Linked DNA regions of Mus musculus: all the other regions are linked to region 3. The links are chromatin contacts, called in public HiCAR-type and promoter capture Hi-C maps. All regions are on one chromosome and are shown on one strand. Each heading gives the region's core, a stretch centred on a gene start, on an enhancer-like site or on the middle of the called end of the contact. The rest is flanking DNA. Distances are from core to core; before and after follow the strand shown.

What was found. Promoter capture Hi-C pulls out the DNA fragments that hold promoters and counts their contacts. HiCAR-type assays count read pairs that join an accessible place to other places.
Region 1: a HiCAR-type map of astrocytes shows a contact between it and region 3, with 4 times the contacts expected there. The contact joins the promoter of Trmo here to the promoter of Npr2 in region 3.
Region 2: a promoter capture Hi-C map of liver shows a contact between it and region 3, with 2.5 times the contacts expected there. The contact joins the promoter of Fam219a here to the promoter of Npr2 in region 3.

What each region holds. Positions count from the first base shown.
Region 1 is chr4:46,387,739-46,391,492 of GRCm38.p6, reverse strand. It overlaps Trmo (tRNA methyltransferase O), which reads left to right and starts at 2,056. Exons shown (of 5, transcript NM_001347095.1): 1 at 2,056-2,175; 2 at 3,751-3,754. The coding sequence starts at 2,100.
Region 2 is chr4:41,568,187-41,572,046 of GRCm38.p6, reverse strand. Fam219a (family with sequence similarity 219, member A) reads left to right here and starts at 2,509. Exons shown (of 6, transcript NM_001159583.2): 1 at 2,509-2,870. The coding sequence starts at 2,811. Dnaic1 (dynein, axonemal, intermediate chain 1) reads right to left here and starts at 2,253. Exons shown (of 20, transcript NM_175138.4): 1 at 2,029-2,253. The coding sequence starts at 2,055.
Region 3 is chr4:43,629,855-43,633,601 of GRCm38.p6, reverse strand. It overlaps Npr2 (natriuretic peptide receptor 2), which reads right to left and starts at 1,667. Exons shown (of 22, transcript NM_173788.4): 1 at 751-1,667; 2 at 1-77. The coding sequence starts at 1,417.

The DNA.
Region 1 (3,754 bases), core at 807-3,306, 2.8 Mb before region 3:
AGTCAGATAGGGGCTCTCACCTGAACCCAGAGCCCACTACTTGGGGTAGTCTAACTAGCCAGCTTGTTCCAGGGCTTACCTGTTCTTCCCTCCTGCAGGTCGCTACACCCACTCAGCATTTACATGGTGGCTGAGCACCCAAAGTCTAGTCCCTTACTTGCATGGCAAGTGCCTTCCTTACCCACTGAACCATCTCCACCATTCATTTTCTTTTACCATTCCCTATAAATTCATTATTTTCTTACTATTCATATCTAGACTCCAGAGCGAATCAAATTATTCCTTTTTTCTTGTTGGTTTAGAGCTTTGAGGTAATGAATTAGAACCTCTAAGAATCTCCACTTTGTGCTGCCCTCTTCTTGTGGCAGGAAGGGTTCTGGGTATACCTGAGCTACACCTAAAGACTTTAAAAAAAAAAAAATTGTGTGTTCGTAGCTCTGGCTTACCTCCAACTCGGAGATCTGCCTGCCTCTGTCTCCCCAGTGCTGGGATTATAACATGAGCCATCAGGCCCAGCTTTTAAATGTGTGTGTAGGTGCCTGTGGAGGTCAGAAGAGGCATCAGATCCCCTGGAAGTGGAGTTACCATAAGTTGCGAGCTACTACGTGGGTACTGAGAATCAAACCTGAATCCTCTGGAAACTTGGCTGGTGCTTTGAACTGCTGAGCCATCGCTCCAGCTCCTTTTGCTCCGCTATTTTTAATGACAGATTCCTAGGTCTAGTATCTCCAAGTCTACTTGGTTTTGAGTCTCAGTGGTTGGCAGAGTTGGGAATTAGACGCAGTGAGTGGCAGATCTTGATGGAGGGCAAGCCCCTTTCACTTTTGACTGTCTTATTAACAGCGCCGACTAGTGGCAACTGCAGCTTAGCCCATTTTTACAGCGTGTACGTGTTGCCCAAAGGCACACAAACTTGTTTCTCCAGCTAGACAACAACTCTATCTTCTACAAGAAAAAGGGGGGTAAAAAACTTTTGGAAATTTCATGGACAAAACTGACAGAGGGCACAGTATCAGTTTTAACTTAAGAATTCACAACTTTCTCTCAAAAACCTGTCTCCTAATACTGATTATTTCCTACTAGGGACTTGTTTAGTCAGTGACAACAAACACTTGGAAACAGCTTTTCACGGTTAAGCCTTTAATCCGTGGATTCGCATTTTTTAATATTTTATATTACAGGTAATGTCAGGTGGATTCCCCCCTCTCTTCGAAACCAACAAGATTTTGAAATCCCCAAACATAATCATGTATGCAAAGAGTTTGGGTTAAAGAATCTTTTTTTGGGGGGGAGGGGCGGTTAAAGAATCTTACAAGTGGCTAAAGAGCAGGCAATTGGAGCAGGGAGAGAAAATACGGTTTTTGCTGGCTCTTCATCCTTATTTCGGTTCCAGTGGTTTGGAGCACAAACGTTCTCACTTAATAACTTCTAGCCTAGCTTGCTTGTAACACCTACCATTCTTGATTTTCTTGCCCTTTTCCGACAAATAGTTATTACTTAAAAAGTGGAGGGGAGTGATAAATATAACACGTATGCCCACGTCCAAGGGAAATTTTAAACATTTAACGTCCAGCTCTTGGGCCGCTAGTTGGCTCAGCGAGTAAAGGAACCGGCTAACACGACCTGACTTTGATCCTGGGAGCTACGCGGCCATGAGGAGTATCGGCTCCGGCATTTTGTCATTTGACTTTGACATGCTCCCGCGCACACAATAAATGGAAAAAAAAAAGTCCCAAACTCCAGTTCTTTTGCTATGTGATCATAGATGGACATTCACATCCTTTCCCTTTAAACTCAAGGTTATTTTTGGTCACCGAGGCCGCTTATAATTCAAGGGTATCTTTGCGTGTACATCTTTATCCACATGTCCCACCTTCGGAGGGTATGGTGCAGGCTGTCGCGAGGCCGCCATCGCCGCGTGGTGGGTGAATGATGGGCCTCACGGCGTCCGGGAACCCACCCTCCACGCGGCAGCTCGGCCGCCATTGAGCGCGTTCTCCAAGACCCGGCACCTAGCGACAACTGCGCAGGCGCCAAAGCCTAACGCGCGGAAGCGGAAATCAGCGTTGGGCGCGCGGACGACTCAGCGGCCTGTAACCATGCGCGGCTTGGAGAAGCAGGGCTCGTGTGCTACGGCGGCCCCATGTGGGTGCGTTCAGCCGGCCCTGGAGGCAGGTAACGTTATGGAAAAAGGTGGCGCCGCACCCTAAGCTAGGCGGCCCGCTTCCCTGGCCAGAAGAACGCGAGCCACCTGACGTACATTCTTGTCCTTGCCGCCAAAGTAAGGGTCACGTGTCTCGACGACCACGTGACATGCTAAGGCTAACGGGAGTGACGTATTAGGATCTTGGTACACGGGGTGTGGTCTGGGCTTAGTTTCAGTACAGTAGCTGCGTCGGCCACGTGTGTAGTGTGGTCTTTTTCCGTAGGGGGTTACAGGAAGGTGGGATGTGTGTGACTGATGCCCTCATTTGGTCCAAGTTTCTTCGCCTTTAATCTTTTCCCACCAGTACATGGATGAGGATTTAAAAACAAAACCCCCAAACAAACAAAAACTATACAGTAGTAATTGTAAATATTCTTGGAGAAAACGTCAAAGTTGTCAGAAGCGCACACAATATAGATGGAGAGAGAAAGGCAGTTTATATAGATAATTTACAGGGTGGTGTCAGCTTTTATAGAATTCAAAATGTATTGTTTAGGCTCGAAAGTACATATGATAAGATCTCTTTCTGAAAGGAAGTAAACGATGATAAAGATCAGATTGCAGCTCCTGGAAGCAGTCGACAGAGATGCAAGAAGTGGCACTGAGGTCTTTGGAGTGGCTGGCAGGTGTATTATGCTTTAACTTACATACATACTATATGTGTATGTATGTATATATATATATATATATATATATATATATATATATATATATATATTCTTTTCCCCCCTCTGTATAAGAGTATTTTTGTCTCCACACTCCTACCCTGGAGACAGGATTTTTCTGTGAAGCCCCGGCTGGCCTGTGCTCACTCTGTAGACCAGGCTGTCCTCTTGTTGGTTTAGAGCTTTGAGGTAATGAATTAGAACCTCTAAGAATCTCCACTTTGTGCTGCCCTCTTCTTGTGGCAGGAAGGGTTCTGGGTATACCTGAGCTACACCTAAAGACTTTAAAAAAAAAAAAATTGTGTGTTCGTAGCTCTGGCTTACCTCCAACTCAGGGATCTGCCTGCCTCTGTCTCCCAAGGATTTAAAATAGGTCTAATACATCACAACAGTAAAAAGAGTTTGTATAAGCAAAAAGCAAGGAAACATATTGTGAGAGTTAGTGCTAGATCTTACTGGTTGTGCTAATAAGATATAATAGGATAGATAGGTTTGATGCAAATTAAATAAAATGGAGATCTGGAGTGTCCCTATAAAGAACATAAAAAGAAATAATTATAAATTATAGTTTATACTGCATAATATACAATCAACACATGTATTAATATAATTTATGAATTTTTATGACTATAAGTAAAAATTGAGGTGGGTATGCTGGTGCACAGTTGTGATCCCAGCAGTTAGGGGATGGGGCTAATGCTGGAGGTGTATACGTTTGAGGCTGGCATGAGTTACATAGCAGGACTTTATTTAAACATGATTTTAATAGTTGTGTTGTACCTAGATTTTAGAACTATGAAGTCAATACTGAGAGGAAAACATGTTTTCTTACCTCTTGGACCCTTTGAGTAATGATTCTCATCCAGTTTTCTTCCATAGGGAA
Region 2 (3,860 bases), core at 1,260-3,759, 2.1 Mb after region 3:
ACACACACACACACACACACACAGAGAGAGAGAGAGAGAGAGAGAGAGACAGAGACAGAGACAGAGACAGAGAGACAGAGAGAGAGAGAGACAGAGACAGGCAGAGAGAGAAGAGAGAACTTCAAAAGCACTAAAAGATCTGTTCATCAGAGTGACAGGAGCAAATAGTTTAAGCTTCTCACCGTCCTGTCCCAATCCTGACCTTTCCTTTCCTTTCCTTTCCTTTCCTTTCCTTTCCTTTCCTTTCCTTTCCTTTCCTTTCCTTTCCTTTCCTTTCCTTTCCTTTCCTTACCAGGATGAGCTTCTAAGTCCCACTGTCCTCCTTCCTCTCCGACGCCTCTCTACTGCCCCCACATGCATGCCTTTCTGCCCTTCAGCCCCAGGAGTAAGGCCTTCACACTTCTGCTCTGTTATAAAGGAAGACAGAGACAATGTCGCAAGCATGCCCCGCTTATCCCACACTTTAGTGCTTAGTATTGATCTAAATTGAATCTCAGGGAGACAAGACCATGATAAGCACAACCTAGCCTTTCCTTACAACACACTAGTATTTATATTGTACTAAAATACCCCTTCCCTCCAGCAGATGTGCCGGGCCCATTGGCCTAGGTTTTCTCGCCTTCCTCTCTGTTGTCACCTCTTTCTGCTTTCAATGTAGCTGTCACTGGTGTTTCGCCTGAGGAGACTGGAGAAACTCATTCTGTTTAAACTATAACCTGCCAGGAAAGCAAATCATCTGTGGTGAGAGAAAGCAGACCAGTGCTGAGGGGGCAGGAGGGAGGGAGACCTCAACTGGACTAAGGCACAGGGAATTTCTTGTAATTGAGGACATATTCTATGTTTTCATTGTATTCGCATAACAATTCTATCAAAACCTGAAGCATACAAAAGGGTCTGTTTTATTATATCTAACTAGCTTGACCTTGGTAATGTCAACTTAAAACAAACTGCCTATAAATTAAGGGTCTGCTGCCTTGAGCACAGAACAAGAGTTTCAAATCACAATTCCGCCTCAACATAAAACCAGGGCATGACCAATAAATACAAGGAGAGACAGCCTCTCAATGCCTACAGAGCTCTAAGACTGATCGGTTCTTCAGCTGTAGATGACACGTGTCAAAGAAGCAGAAGGCACAAAGTTGATATACAAGAACCTCTACCAAAATATGTGAAGTCTTAGATATCATGGGCACAGATTTGCTCTCCAAACCTCAATATACCTAGGCTTAAGTATAGAAAAGCATTTTGTTTGTTTGTTTGTTTGTTTGTTTGTTTTTAAAGTAGATGCTCTGCTAGACGTTAGGAAATAAAAGCAATTTCTATAGGACAGAAAGAGTCATTCTTTTATATCGCAGAATGCTCCTTGAGAACCTGAGACTAGCTTATCATGTGTGGTGATTTGGGGAGTAATTCAACTCTCCTGTGAGAAGGGATAACATATTGCCAGGTGACAGAAACATAACGTTCACAAGGCTAAGTGAATGAGGGTCTTATAAGAAGGAAACTTGTGTTGGAGGGCAGGGAACATGGTTAGAAAAAGGGTCTTTTTTTCTTCCTCTCTGACTTCTTGCTCCAAATTCCTGCACACGATCTGTTCTATTCCGTGTCTCCTGTGCAGTTCTCATGCCCCCTCTCTGAGTTCCCACATGGCAAATGTCCCCACTTACTTAGCTCTGCAGTGACCATGCTGCAGTGTTGAATAAAAAAATCCACTGGGACAAGAATGAGAGGGGAATGAGGAAGGGACTCAGTGGAGTGTTGGGAGATTAAGGGCGAAGACAAGACAAGATGGGTCTGTGAAGAGATGGAAGTAATAAGAAAAAACCAGATTCGGTTAAAAGTAAAATGACTGTGGGTTCAGGAAAATTTGGGAGAGGAGGGCAGGATTTGTGAGAAAGAACAGGAGAATCAGGTCAGTGGGAACACAAACCAGGAGTCACAAGAAAGAGAGGTTGGAGGTCAACAGGAAATAACTGGCGGTTAAGGTCAGAGGTCTTCAGAAGACAGCAGGCCACAGTAAGACATTACCTGCTTACGAATCTGTTTCGAGGGCATTGCCGCAAGAATAGAAAGCACCTCACACCCTGAAAAACCTACAAAACGCTTCCTCTCCTGGGGAGTAGTTTCTCCTTCTTGACCACACACAGGAAGTGCAGACTCTCTTCCACTTCAATTCCCAGTCACCAGGGTTCTTCGGGGACAGCTGACGTTGTGGGTCCTCGCGCCCTTGTAGAACAGCATCAGCTCCTCCCTGACGCGGTTACCCAGCAACCGACAGGCACCGGGTGCGCAGGCGCACCTAGCGCCCCCTCCGGACACGGGGAGGAGGCGGAACTTGGGCGCGCAGGGATCCTCTGGCCCCGCTAAGCCCCGCCTCCGCAGAGAAAGATAAGTCCGCCCTCCGCGCAAGGAGCTCCCGCAAGTGGGAAGGGCTGGGGCACCCAGACACCGCCTTCTCATGAATAATGCAGGATCCGGGCGGTGTCCCGGACCCGGAAGTGGAGTTGCAGAGTCACCGCAGTGGCTGAGCTGCTGACAGGAGGCGGCGGCGGAGGAGGAGGCGAGGCAAGACCTGCGGCTCCGCGGGGCTACTGCCGCGGTAGCTCTAGGCAACCCCACGGAGCTACGCCGGTCTCAGTCATCCCGCGAGCCTCTCGCCGCCTATCCATCCTTCCATCCGCCTATCCGCCCGACCGGTCCAGGGCGGCCTAGTCTGCATAATCTGCCGGGCTTCTGGGGCCGCCGCCCCGCGCGGTCCCATCGGCGTCCCTGGCCGCGCCCGGCCCCTGGCCCGCTCGCCCGCCGGCACCATGATGGAGGAGATCGACCGGTTCCAGGTGCCCACCGCGCACTCGGAGATGCAGCCGCTGGTGAGGGGGCGGGCGGCGGAGAGGCCAGGGCCGGGAGGGGCGCCGCTGGAGGGGAGGGAAGGAACTAGGCCGTGGGGATTGTGCGAGGGGGCGCCATCTGATAAGGTAGAGGGAGTCCTGAAAACGCTTTGCCGGGGGAGGGAGATTTGCAGAGCGAGAAAACCGTGGGAGATTACCAGCGGTGCGAGCGAAGGACCTGAAAGGGCGGAGGGCACGGTCAGCAGATGCAGAACGCCGTCGGATAGGACCAAGGGAGGCACTCTAGTGCACACCTCTAGTGGAGGGCAATTTAGGAGGATGTCACAGAGCATCTTTGGCAGCAAGCCCGGGGGGTCGGATGAGAAAGGCGTTTAGCTCCCCGAGGCCTGTGATGCTCAGGGCGAGGGAGGAGGCCAGCAGATCAGTCTAAGGAGGAAAGGAAATAGGCCTTTAGAAAAGGAGAGGCCTGCCCGCCGGTCCTTTAGATAAATATAGCAAAGCTGAGCAGGAACCAGGCCTTGATGGGGGCAGAGGTTCATTGCAGAACCTGGGAATTTCCTTCCTCTCGAGAGAGGAGCCCCATTTCGATCTGGGGGCATCGGGAAGGGGAAGAGTTTGCGGTGGCGAGATGGAGACTCAAGGGTGTCCATGGGAAGGTATCTCCAGGATAAGAGGTGGAGCTGTGCTGAAGTGGGCCGTGCCGACCGGTTCGGAATTCGGAAGAGCCCCTATCATCTTAGGCCTACGTGTTTGGAGTCTTTGCTGGGCGGGGATCCTGCCTCCGGTCCGTGGTCCTGGAGTCAGGCAGGAATGATGTCATCGATGCCGGCGCCGAGGGGATGGAAGGGGGAGGGCGATGCCAGTTTATGGAGGCATGGCCTAAAGAAGAAGGTGCCTCCTGGCCATTGCCCTGAGGCTACCTGACTGTCATTGCTGTCAGCATATGGGTAGGAAAGTCAGAGGCCTAGCCAGCTGGCCTAGAGAATAGAGAGGAAAGAATGTAGAGGCCAT
Region 3 (3,747 bases), core at 418-2,917:
CCCATTGGTCAGGTTCTCCCTCTGGGCCTGAAGCAGGATCTCATGCAGCATTTCCAGGGGGCCGCAGATATACACAACTGGGAGTGCACAGGACAGAAGGGCACCCTGAGACAGCATCCAGGTCCCCCCTCCTCTCTGAGTCATCCCATTACAAGAGAGTGCCCTACCCATCGACCACCCAACAGATGTTCCCATCCCTCCCCTTAGAGCTCATGTCGCAAGTGCCCTGGGGCCACATGGACCATCTGGTCCAAGTCAGAGCCCAACTCCAGACCCCAGAGACTGGCGTGATGACCCAAGCCCCTCCTTCCCCCAAAGCTGTGTTTGCTAGACTTCACAGCCCCCACGTCCCCTCCTGCCTACCTCTCCCTAGGCTCACAAGCACTTGTGCTCACAATTTTTGTGTGAGCCTTACCTGCTTTCCCAATCAAACCTGAACCCATAGAGTCATCTCTATGCTACCAAGAGGCTTTGTGTTCCAATCTAAGGGGTCTCTGCTCACAGACAGGTGCACATTTCAGATCAGACATCACCCACATCCACTACTCAAACCCCAGCCCCAGGCTCAGCCTTGCTGACCTCTGACTGATGCCAGGTTCTCTCAGGAGCTCTGTCCTCAAAAGTTCCTCCATCCCAACCATCACATAGAACTCTCCCCTTCCTATCTCTGCCTATTTCTCTGTGTTGCACTGCTCCAGGGACATAGCGGCCCACCTCCCCTGTTTCTAAAACAGCCCGGGCCACACTTACTGCGCCCGTTGGCTCTGATGAAGTGGGTGGCTTGCTCAGGGCCACCTGGCTCTCGGGCATACACCTGGTGCTGCACACTGAGGTTGCTGCCCTGCAGGGCCTCAAAGACGCCCTCGATGGTGAAGTAGTGGGGCCGGTCATCTGTGCGAGCATCCAGATACAGCAAAGCAGCCCGAGCTGTCCAATTGAAGTGCCCGTGCAATGTCACTACAAACTCACCCAGCTTGGGCGCAGAGGGGCCAGTGCGAACCAGGGTACGATAATGCTCATTCTTAGCTGCAAAGCCAGAGGCCACTGCCCCCGCAGTCAGGAGGGGAAGGCGCCAGTGTGAGGCAAAGCGAGCCACAGAGGCAGCGGGGTACACACAACCGGGGCCCAACAGAAGGTCGGGGTCATGGTACAGCTTGAGGTCCACAGCGCGCAGTGGTGCCAGGTACTCAGAGCAGGCGCCGTCTAGTTCGGAGCTGACAAACCGCAGGTCCACGGGCAGTGCCCGGCCCAGTGCCTCCACAGCCAGTGCCACAGCAGGACCCACCCGTGGCCAGGCCCAGGCATAGCTCAGGTTGTGTTCTGGCAGCACCACCGCCAGCGTCAGGTTCCGTGCCCCCGGAGGACGCACCCCACCTGCCAGGGCTGCCACCACCAGCAGCAGGGATGGCAGTGCCATGGGGATAGAGCAGCTGACCCACGGTCCCCCGAACCAGGGGCCGCTCTGGCCTACTGGGCAGGCACAAGCGCCACCCAGCCTGGAGCCTGGGGAAGAGGGCCAGGAAGAGAAGTGGGGGCAAGCTTAGTCGGCCCGGATACAGAAAGTGCTGGGGACCACGCAAGAAGAGGATGGGGGGAAACCTGGGTCGGGAAGGAGTGGGCTACCAGCCCACAGCCAGGTCCAGGGACTAAGGATAGGGTGGCAGAAGGAAGAAGAGACCAAGGGGGCCTGCGACCGGGATGAGGACAGTGAGAGGTGAAGTAGCCTGACAATTCCAAGCCGAGAAGGGAGGAATCTGAGCCTGGGATGGGGTAGGGACTTGGGGGAGGCTGGCACAAAGAAACGGCCCGGGGACACCTCACAGCTGATCGGGCCGGGAGAGCAAAGAGCTGCGAGAAGCCAGAGCCCCGGGCTGAGGTGGGAGGGCGCCCGCCGCGGAAGGACTGGGACATGGGCAGGCAGGGAGCGAAGCGAGGCCTGGGCCAGAGGGGAGGGAAAGGCAGGGGTGACTCTCCCAGTGACGGCTTCTCCCGAAGCTCCTGCCTGGACTAACGGGCCCGGGCGCTGGTCCCATCCGGAGCTGCGGCGGCCCCGCCCGTGTCCCCCGCTCCTCTCCGCTCCGCTTCTCCCGGGCCCGGCGGCCTGCGCTGCCCGCCGCTGCCTCCCGCCCCCCGCCTGGGCCCCCGCGCGCGCCGCTCGCTCGTCCAGGTCAGGTCGCCTCGGCCCGGCGCGTCTCCGCTCGCTGCGCCCGCGGCGGCGGCCGAGTGTGACTTCCCCGGCAGGCCGCCCGACCCCGCCCCTCCCCCTCCCCTCCCCGCCCGGCCCCACCCTCCGGCTGCTGCTGCCACCCCCACCCCTGCCTGGCGCCCAGGGACCTCCCAGTCCCCAAACCACCCGGTGAGCGCCCCAGGGGCTCAGCACCCCGGGCCTCTAGGCCAGCGAGGTTCATGGGCGTCCCCATACTGTAAGGGCCTTCCTCTGCTTCCCCCAAGCCCCTTGTGCACAGGACTGCTCCCATCTCACTCATGCCTGCCTTCTTCCCTTGACACCCCACTTTTCTTAGAGTCCATTCACTCAATCAGATTTCCGCAGATGCTCCAGTCTCCAGGAAACTGTCAGAAATCCCCAATCACTGGGTATCCATTTATTCCTGGGTAGGGAAAACTCTACCCATCTCCTCAACGCCAGAGTGCTTTTCCTCAGGCAGGAGGAAGTCAGACCCTCATGGCACCAAAGGACTCCATTCTTCTCGGATCTTTATGGAGTCCACGAGTCCTCCTCTTCCTGGGGACTCAACTCTCCACTCTGTTTCTGTCTCCACGGTCGTTCTGCTCTTATGCCTATTGGATCCATCAGCCATCTGTTCCCAGGGCCTTGTCCTTTTGTCTTCCTGAGCCACACTTGGTGGGAGCTTATGGACTGACTAAGCCTAACAGGCCTCAGCAATTAAAGTTCATTGTACCCCCACCTAGGGATCCACCTCACTCCTAAAATTCCAGGCTAGAAAGTTCATCCAGGTACCCCTTATCTGGAGTGCTGACCCCATCTGGAAGAACAGCTTGTGAGAGATGACATCATTGCAAAGGGAACAGCTATGGCACCTTGGGGAGTTCTCAAATTATCAAAAAGGACATGCACATAAACACATTCTCCTCCATGCCGACAGCCAGTTTCTCTCCCACTTGAAGCCACTTCTCCAGAAATCACAGTGCCAAGAAGCCAAAGGCTCCCCAGCAGAGACTGAGAGCTTGCAGGCTGAGGACAATCTTTCTCTGAGATGAAGGCGACCCCTAGTGGCTTGAGGAGAAATTAAGGACCGAGTCTTTTTATTCAGAGCCATGAGTTCTGGCTGCTGTAGGCTGGAACACGAAAGAAGCTAATTGTTTCAGCTCTTGCCTTAGAGGGGCACACAGCTAAAAACCCTGGTCCCTGGAGTGAACACAGAGGTCATAAGAAAGCCACATTGACAAGTGGCCCTGCTGGATGCTCTATCCAAATAGAAGCTTATGGGTACCCCTCCCCCCTTTAAAGAACACCGAGGGAAATGAATTCTTGCTCCAGGCTGTCAATCCTGTTGGTGAAAAGGAATTATGCTCTGTCTGGGCAATAAAAGGAAGAGCAGTCACAAAGGGGATGGACAATATGAAAAAGACACGACTCTCAGGCCTGTCATCTTGGGACTGGGAGACTGAGGTAGAACGACCGTGAATTTGAGTAGCCTGGGCTACATAGTGAGTTCAGAGACTGCCTGAGCTAAATAGCAAATGTCTCAAAAAAAATGGTTCCTC